Linked DNA regions of Anas platyrhynchos: region 1 is linked to region 2. A link is a contact called in public Hi-C data. All regions are on one chromosome and are shown on one strand. The core of a region is the stretch at or near the end of the contact, and the rest is flanking DNA. Distances in the headings are between cores, read along the strand shown.

The links. Hi-C and Micro-C count contacts between places; a contact is called where the count stands out from the background.
Region 1: a Hi-C map of subcutaneous adipose tissue shows a contact between it and region 2, with 2.4 times the contacts expected there. The contact joins the enhancer-like site here to the promoter of DYRK1A in region 2. A contact is called at or near these places in 2 of 8 Hi-C or Micro-C datasets (liver and subcutaneous adipose tissue).

Annotation. Positions count from the first base shown.
Region 1 is chr1:112,650,956-112,655,693 of IASCAAS_PekinDuck_T2T, forward strand. All of the region lies in intron 3 of DYRK1A (dual specificity tyrosine phosphorylation regulated kinase 1A), which reads left to right. Among named protein-coding and RNA genes, the nearest start is that of DYRK1A, 67 kb to the left of the region's middle. Within about 2 kb of position 2,601, at least 1 of the 8 cell types and tissues checked has an H3K27ac peak or open chromatin away from gene starts, as enhancers often do. A contact at or near this core is called in subcutaneous adipose tissue, where this site is marked.
Region 2 is chr1:112,582,972-112,587,828 of IASCAAS_PekinDuck_T2T, forward strand. It overlaps DYRK1A (dual specificity tyrosine phosphorylation regulated kinase 1A), which reads left to right and starts at 3,158. Exons shown (of 12, transcript XM_027449121.3): 1 at 3,158-3,718. It overlaps LOC110351543 (a long non-coding RNA gene), which reads left to right. Exons shown (of 3, transcript XR_011804670.1): 3 at 1-100.

The sequences.
Region 1 (4,738 bases), core at 1,351-3,850, 67 kb after region 2:
GTTTTTTCCTTTCTGCTTTTTTGGGTTGCTAGAACTGATGAAGTAGCTTCTTAACTAATAGCAGTAGTCACAGAAGTGAGCATCTCCCTATGTAAAAGACAAATCTTGCTTTCTTTAAAGGGGCACAGCCCAGTGGTGTAGACTTCAACACCACAAGATGGGTTTCAAAGCTTAAAATCCAGAAGTCTGTAAGTCGTAGCTTCAGAAGTTGATGCAGGGTAATGAGGCATGTTCCATTTAAAAAGGATGGAGAATGAAGTCTTTTGCTGCTGCCAGATTTGTCTGTTCCTCTGTCCAAGGTGGCTTTGGTAGAAAAATCTGCAGTACTACCAAGAGATACTCTGTTGGTATTGCTCTGTAGAATGGAACTTGTGCAGAAAAAGATTAGAGGGAATGGAATATTCAAACTACGCGCCAGGATATTTGATACTAAGATTTGGAGAGCCATAAAGACTAGGGCTGTGTGAAGAATGGAAAAGTGAATGGAGCTGGCAAAGGATGTTTTTACTTTCATATGAGCCACACAGTAGGAGGAATAAATTTGGTCATATATAACAGTATTGAGCTTGAGAAATCTGCAAAGATTTTTAATGAGACTTTCATTAGCCTAAAGGTCCCCTGAAACCTTCACAGTGAAGTTAGTGAATCAGTCTGCCAAATACAAAAAGTTTCTGTGTTCCTTAAACCTTTCCAGGGTACTCACCCGAGTGTTATAATCTGGCATCACATCTGTGAGCTGTAGTGTACGTTAGTGCTTAGTTATTTTGGAACCGAAAAGCAAAATCATTGAACTTTAAGATGTATCAGCACCCTTTGTCATTTTTGATTGCAACGGCTTTAAATGGTAGTTGAATAATAGGAGGCTTAAGAATAGCTTTCAGAGAGTAGCCAAGAATTGTAGTTAGCCAAAAAAATGCAGCCCACCAAGAGGTGGATGTAAATACTAGGGAAAAGGTGGTGATTGGTTCTGGTAAAAATGATCAGTTGGTCACCTTCAGGTAAGGACAATCAAGCTGTCTTTGCAACATAAATAGTATGTTAGATTTTTTTTTTTCCAGTTCCATCCTGTTTTTTTTTTCCTGTACTGCAGCTTCTGTCATACTATTTTACTATAACTGCATTGAAGTCCTCATAGTCCTCTGCCTAAGCAGCTATGAATTGAGCTCCTTTAATCCTTTGCAAGTAGCTTTTAGTTCCATGGACTTTGATTATGGGCAACTTCTTGAAGTCTTCTGCCTTCTCGTTTTTCACAAGTCTATTTTTTTTTTTTTTTTTAATTCTTGTGATTCTCCTACCAGTATGTCACATAGAGAGTTATGGAGGTTCTCTATGGGCCTTTTTTTTTGGGGGGGTGTCTCCATATCTCTTTGCCTTTGCATGTATTTCTGGTTAATCTCATCTGCAAATCCAAATTCAGCTAACATCTTTATTCTAGTGACTCAAATAATCAGCTCTACACCTTGTCTCTCTGCAAGCAAAATTCTCCTTCGTTCTTTTTCATAGCTCTTTTGTTAGATGTCTAGCTGTCAGTTCTAGTTCATCTTGATTAAAACCTAACTCTTATTCTTGTATCTTCTTATAAAAGCTGGGAACCTCCATTGTTGAAGGTTTTGTACTTATATTTATCCACTGCTGTGGACAACGCTATCATGTGGTCTTTAACTCAGGATGAAATCTACATACCATCTAGGTTTTCATGGCTAAACAATACATACATCTTACACATTCTTTCTTGATGACTCTTCTACAGAAAGCCTTTTTATTCGTGGTATTGCCTTGAATGGTCTGCAACTTGCTTTTCTCTGTCCTGCATATGTCACTTATGAACAACTCTTGCAGAGATCATTTTTTGAACCATCTCAGTGTAGTTTCTTTGTTCCTCTGTTGGAATCCCACCATCAGCCATTAGTTCTTTCTGTTGTCAAGTGCTCGTCTGTTATTAAAGCCTGGAACACCAGACTGGCCTTTTAGTGATGGCAAACTCTACTCTCGTAATCATAGAATATCCCGAGCTGGAAGGGGGGACCCATAAGGATCGAGTCCTGCTCCTGGCCTCACACAGGTCTACCCCAAAATTCAGACCATAAGGTGGTATATGTCAGTTTTCAAGTACATATGGTTAAAGGAGATCATGTTTTTGATTTGGGCAGCAAATGTGATTTAAAGAATTTGACTTACATGTGCACAAATAAAAGAACAAAAATGACCGTGTTAAATAGGGAGTGCGCTGAATTTCTGTTGCAGAGGGTTTAACAGGTTTGTTTAATTGCTGTAAAAAACAGCAGAAAGGAAAAGGCAACTTTCAGCAGATCTGGGAAGGATAATTCTTAAAGTGTAGATCCTTTTAATGCGATGTCTTGCACCCCATTAGAGAAGAAGTTAGGGCTCAGCTTCAGTTTCCCCATTCCCTGACCAGCAGCCTAGGCGACTGGCTCCGCTTCGGTGCCACCAGCTGCAGCACCCTAAATGTAGCCGGTTTGGGTGTAAATGCCCGCTGCCGAGACATCAAGCTGCCAGCCCTTTTGCTGGACACACCGGGAAGGGAAGGGAAGCAGGGGTCTCCGGCTGCCCGGCAAAATCCTTTCCCGAGCTCCGGCCACCATCTGCTGGCCAGAGCCGAGCACTGCACTGCCAGCCTTGGGTGGTGCAGGTGTCTCCTGCGAGGGAAGCCTGCCCTCCCCTCTCCCAAATACTCCATGGTTCGAATAAACTCAGATCTCACCGAGTAAAAAGTCTGTTAAATAATTTGAGGAGCCAGCCCAGCGTATCTTTGAGAGGGTCTTGAAGTGAAGGAGTCGGGAATGCAGGCGTCAAAAAGGTTGATTGCTGCATTTTGTAAGCAGGGTATTTCCTTCCAGTCCTGATAAACCTGACTTGCTTGAAAATACAACCCAGGAAGAAGTCTCACTTTTTGAGATCCTGAAAATTTATAGAACGAATAGATATTAAAATAGATAATAAATATTTAATAGCATATAGTATTTTCTCTTAGAAAATAAGTTTCTTCAGGCTGCTGCCAGGTAATAAGGGTAATGTTTGTCAGTTGCTTAAAGTTGCTGTTAGCTTCTGGCATTTAGAACAGCAACACTTGCTGGAAGCAATGTCATTTTGATAAATAGCAAAGATTAAAAAACTGTAGAATAGTTTGGGTTGGAAGGGATGTTAAAGACCATCTAATTCCACCCCCCTGCCATGGGCAGGGACACCTCCACACCTCCCACCAGACCAGGTTGCCCAAAGCCCCATCCAGCCTGGCCTTGAACACTTCCAGGGATGGGGCATCCACAGCTCACAGTAAAGAATTCCTTCCTTAAATCTACTTTAAACCTGCCCTTTTCTAGTTTAAATCTATTAGGCCTTGTCTGTCGCTGTACTCCCTGATGATAAAGATTCCTTCTCCAGGTTTCTTATAGGCCGTCTTTCAGTCCTGGAAGGCTGCTCTAAGGTTTCCCTGGAGTCTTCTCTTCTCCAGGCTGACCAACCCCAACCCTCTCAGCCTGTCTTGATAGGAGAGGTGCTCCAGTCCTCTGAGCCTCCTTGTGGGCCTCCTCTGGACTCATTCTAACAGGCCCATGTCCTTCTTGTGCTGGGGACCTCAGAGCTGAACGCAGAGCTCCAGGTGGGGTCTTATGAGAGCAGAGCAGAAGGGGAGAATCACCTCCCTCACCCTGCTGGCCACACTGACACAGCCCAGGTTGTGCTTGCAGCCCCGGAGAAAGCCACATTGCCTGGCTCATGTTGAGCTTCCTGTCAACCAGCACCCCCAGGACCTTCTCCTCAGGACTGCTCTATAATCTGTTTTCTGCTCAGCTGTGTTCATGTTTGGGAGTGCCCCAGCCCAGATGCAGGGCCTTGCACTTGGCCTTGTTGAACCTCATGAGGTTCACACAGCCCCACCTCTCAGCCTGCCCAGGTCCCTCTGGATGGCATCCCTTCCCTCCAGCATGTTGACCACACCACTCAGCTTGGTGTCGTGGGCAAACTTGATGAGGGTACACTCGATCCCAGTGTCCATGACACCAGCAAAGATGTTAAAAAGCATATTGTGTCCCAATATTGGCCCCTGAGGAACACCACTCGTCACTGGTCTTCACCTGGACATGGAGCCGTTGACCACAACTCTTGGAGTGCAACCATCCAGCCAATTCCTTACTCACTGAGTGGTCCATTTGTCAAATCCATGTCTCTCCAATTTAGAGACAAGAATCTCATGTGGGACAGTGTCACGATCTGCCGTTAGTGAAGCCTTGTTGGCTGTCTCCAGTCACCTTTATTTTGCATACGCCTTTGCATATTTTCCAGGAGGATCTGCTCCATGATCTTGACAGGCACAGAGGTGAGATCGACCGTCCTGTATTTCCCTTGGTCATCTTTTGCTTTTCTGTTTTTAAAAATGAGAGTTATCTTCCCCCTTTTCCAGTCAGCAGAAACTTCAGCGGACAGCCACGGCTTTTCAAATATCACAGACAGTGGCTTAGCAACTTCTTCTGCCAGTTCCCTCAGGACCTGTGGATGTAACTCATCAGGTCCCTTGGACGATAATCTCCCTTATGCTTCTTTTTCTTTTTTTTCTTTTCTTTTTTTTCATTCTATTGCCAACTGAGTCTTTTTTTTTTTTCTTGTTCAAGTTCTTGTAATGATTTTCATTCATAACCAGATAATGAGGAAGCTAGTCCTTGAATTTTAATTCATTGTTTTTATTCCCACTCTGTCCTGCTTGTGTTTTGATTTGTAATGG
Region 2 (4,857 bases), core at 1,908-4,407:
AATGAAATGTAATTTTCCCTCTAATTTATTGATCTCTGTTCTATTGCTTTGATAAAGGAGAAAGTAAATATGAAAATACAAGTATTTATTTATGATTTTATATTTGTCTGTTGTACCATATCCTCTTGTTTTTCCTTTAGATGACAATTTATTTTTTTTTCCTAATACCAACAATAACAGCCATCAGTCTGTGAAACCCCCTGTTTCTACAGCATGCTTTCTGCTGTAGCCATGCACCTTTGGGATCTTTTGGATCCTTTAGGTTCCAATTACAACCATTTCTGCACTGGTCCTAAGTCTACTCTGTTGACAGCATAGATGTAAATGCACACCACAAAAATGGGAAACAGGAAGGATTGTATTTCTCATTATACAGAGAAAGAGACAGAAGGAGAGGCAAAATAGTCAACCAGGGTTGACTGTAAGGTGAGTTTATGTCCCATCAGGATACTGTAATTCAGTGTTTTCAGAGCTGTAGATTGTGTCACCTTTTATCTACTGAACTAAGAAAACTTTTATATTGTCTTGTTTTCTTTTACATCTGTTCCGTTTTTCAAGTCTGTAAAAAATAATAATGTTTCTCTCAAATCTTATTTCTCCATGCTGGATGCTTTCCTCCTCTTTTTTTTTTTTTTTTTTTGGTGTGTGTGTGTGTGTGTGTATGTACTTTTTCCCTCTTTTTTTTTTTTTTTTTTCCTAAAGAATTCTACTTATTATTGTTCTTTTTGATGCCAAATATTCAGCTTTCTGAGAGGTTTGTCTTTTTGGAAGAGAAAACCAAGTATTTCTCAGGAGCTGGTCTTTGTATTCATGAGAAATATATACAAGCTCCTGATTTAAAGTGGGACACTGAAATGTCAACCTATCCTTAGAAGCTTTTTGAATGATAATAAAAATAATATAACAATTCCCCTCTTGACAGTCCATTCTTTCCTAAAGAAAAAAAAAAAAGAAAAAAAGATGTGATAACTCATTATTATGTGGAACAAAGTAGAAAGAATTAGATTTGAGAAAAATGGTCAGAACCTTTTAAAAGACATTTTATCTTGGCCCAAGCTGTTACATTCCTATATCAGTAAGCTTGGGTACAACAAGCAAAATAAAAGTAGAGCACTATTGAGCACAAGTGCACACATGCATGAGAACATGGTAATATTTTTAAATGTCAGAAAACAAACAAACAAACAAACAAACAAAAACACAAACACATGAAAAATACACCACCACCACCAAAAAAGGTACATACTGTAGCATACTGTAATACAGTAACTGGTATAATAAGTTTCTATGAGATTTGTAGTTACTTATGGTGAGCAACAGAGAAATTACTCTGCCACAGCACGTTACCATTCACACAGAATGGCAAAGAGGTTTTAGTGTAAAATATATACATGTATAGTGTGTGCATTTTAGTGTAATGTATTGTGTGTGCACGTATCTTAGGCCAAAGCCTGATGATGCTGATGTGGGAGTCCTTGGGTAGAAGCAGGTGATTCTGCACCTTTGTTACCTCGCAGAGTGCGAGTGTTGGCTTTCCTCTACTTGGGCTAAGAGCTGTGCTCTGATCGCACGCTAAAGCAGAGAGAGAAGTGTCAAAAGTGGCTCAAAGCAACCTCTCAATTTCTGGGGGGATGAGGGGGATGAGAAATGATTGTTTAACACCTTCCATGGCTTTAAGGTATAATTTCATGGGTGGTTTAATCCAACCCATGGCTGTGCTGTTACTGAGTGGGGTGGTTTCTCAATTCCCACTGCCACACTTCCAGATCTCCTCGCTATCCGCGTTTATCCTAGCCATACAAATTTATTTACTTTTTACTTATTGTGTGGCTAGGTGCTTCAATTAGTTTGTTTCTGATGTAAAAAGAGGCAGGAGGACTGAATGGCTGGAAGTGGAGAGGCAGCGGACTGCTATTTTCAGCAGCAACAAACTTCTAGCTTGGTCGAACTGCTTGTGATACTGTGTTTGTAAAGCGGTGATTAGGTTTCTGAGGGACTTTGGTTGTTGCTGTACCTGCGTCCCCACCTTTGGGCGTTTAATTTTACCTTTTAAGCTGAAAGATACTAGAAGAGGAGAAAATGCTGATGGAACAGGTGTTGGTAATGTGGCCTATTTTCCTCAAGGAGGCTGGCCGTGAACTAAAACGATTATAATATCACAGGATGGAATTAAAACACGAAATAAAGGCCGTACTCTACTTTTTGACCCTTGGCGGGCGTTTATGAAACGAAACGAAACCCGACAGCGCGTAAAGAAGCCCCGGTGACGGTTCGGGCTGGTTGCGCGGGCTCCCCTCACGGAGCACACCCACGGCACGCCGCGCCAGGCAACTTTCGGGGGCTCATTTTGGGGCGGAAAACCTTGATTTCGGGGGCCGGGAGGGAACCCTGCCCGCCCGGCGCCCCCTTCAGGACGGGGAAGGCGCCGCCTCCTCCTCCCCCCCCCCCAAGAGCCGTTACCGGCCTCGCGCCCCGCCCCTCCCCCCGGCGCGCCGGGGCCATCCCGGCCGGCAGCGTCACCGCCGGGGGGCGGGGCGGCAGCGGTCGCCATGGCAACGGCGGGCCCCGCCCCGCCCCTTCCCCCTTCCCCTCCCTCCCTCCCTCCCCACGTCAGCGCCGTCTCCCGCCCGGGCGGGGTGCGCCGCGTGATTGACAGTTGCCCCGGCAACGGGCTCGCCCCCGCCGCCATTTTGTCAGTTAGCTTTTTTTTTTTTTCCTTTTTCAAAAAAAGCTTTTTTCAAAAATAAAAAAAAAAAAACACCTTCCCGCCTGAATCGCTTGTGTGATATTTTAATTATTATTATTATTATTTTGTTTTCCCTTTTCCTTTCGCACCTTGCCAAAAAATAATAATAATAATAAAAAATGGGGAAATAAATCGTGCGCGTGCCGCCGCCGCGCCTCTCTCCCCGCTCCCTCTCCGTGAGGCGAGAAGCGGAGCCCCCCGGGGTGGGCACGGGGCTGGGGCTGGGGCTGGGGCTGCGGCGCCGGTTCGTGAGGAGGAGGAGGAGGAGGAGGAGCGGGCAGGCAGCGAGGGGGAGGAGGTAGCGGCTGGCAGGCGGGGGAGGGAGGGAGGGAGCGAGGAGTTCCCGGGGGCTCGGTACGGCGCTGCGCTTCCCCCCCACCCCTCCTCCTCCTCCTCCTCCTCCTCCTCCTCCTCCTCCTCCTCCTCCCCCGCCCGCCGCTGTCCCCGCGCTGCCTGGCCGGGGCTCAGGCCGCCGCTGCCGCCGCCGAGCCGCTCCGCTCTGCCCCGCTCCGCTCCGCTCCGCTCCGAGGCGAGGCCGGGCCCCGCCGCTGCCGCCGCCGCCGCCGCCGGGCGCTGCGCAGGTTTGGAACGCGCGCCATTTTGTGAGCGATAGAAAACCCAGCCCGGCCGGGCAGCGCCGCGGATCCGCCCGCCGGGCCGGGCCGGGCCGGGCCCCCCCTTCCTCCTCCTCCTCCTCCTCCTCCTTCTCCTTCTCCTCCTCCTCCTGCTGCTGCTGCCTGGAGGAAGGCTCGCAGCGGGCAGCCCCGGCCGCGGGACGCTGCCTGCCGTGTGCCCCCAGCCGCGCAGGGCCCGAGCGCGGCGGGGCGGCCGGGCTGCGGACCGACAGGGAGGCGCCGCCACCACCGCCACCGCCACTGCTGCTACCACTGCACCGGGCGCTGCGGGGAGAGAGGCCTCGACCGAGCGGGAGGAGCCGCGCACGGAGCTTGGGGCCCGCCGCCCCCCGCACGGGTAAGCCCGCAGCCGGCAGCTGGGGCCGCCTCCCGGCTCGGCTCGGCTCGGCTCGGCACGGCCCGGCCGAGGGGGGCGCAGCGCGGGGCGGGGGGCAGCCCCGCTGCCATCTTAGGCGCGGAGGACGAGGAGGAGGCGGCGGAGCCGGCAGGGCCCGCGGCCTCTCCCCGCCGCGGCCGGGGATAGGGAGGGAAGGAGGGAGGGAAGGAGGGAAGGGAGGGAAGGAGCTCGCCGCCATCCCCCCGGCCCCGCTGCGCAACGCCCTGCGGGGGGCGGGCGGCGGAGCCGGGCCATCAGCTGGGCAGGCACCTGTTGTGGCCCCGGCTGCGGGGGGCTCCCCCTTCCCCCCCCCGGGGCCGCAGCGGGTGCGGGAGGGCTGCGAGCCGGCCCCCGGGGGCTGTCACCCCGCCGGGGGGGTGCGGGGAGGGCGAGGAGCCCGGGCTGAGCAGGCGGCTGGGGGGGCTGCCAGGGTTAAGGGGAGCCCACCCCAGGCTTGCCCTGGCGCCGCCGCGGCAGCAGAAGGCACGATTGGGAGCCCCCCGGCATGTGGAATTTGGAAATTGTGGGGTTTTGCGTTTTTGGAGGCGCAGACGGCTTTGAAGTTGTCGGTTGAGCCCGTCCAAGGGCTGTGTTAAGGGGTTCTTTGATGGTGTGTCTGGGTTGCTGCTGTGACTTAGTTCTCCCATTGCTCCGCGGTCATTGGGGGAAATAAGCATTCATTGTTCTGTAAAATTAACAAAGGCGGAATATCTGGCTGCAAAATAAATCGACAAGCGTGGTTTTGACAACCTACTGTTTTAATCCCGGTGAGAGCGTGGTGACTTTGGCCAGTAGGTATACGCAGAGTCACTTCTACATGGGCACAGTAGCGCTGTAGGGACCTGTCTGAGGACAAGTTAACAACTTGTCTTATAATTGGATTGGTGAAGCTGAAGAATACGTCGATGATGCCTGGTGACAAATAAGCAAACGCGTTGTTCGTGGTGGTACTTAGTTATCTGCGAGTAACTGAGCAGAACTCAACTTACCTACTTGGATTAGTGTAGCCCAAAGAAGTTTTGGTAAAACTCGTTTCTCTTTTTCTGTACTCCTCCCAACCTCTGTAGGTTGGATATTTTTGGAAAATTAATTATACTTCA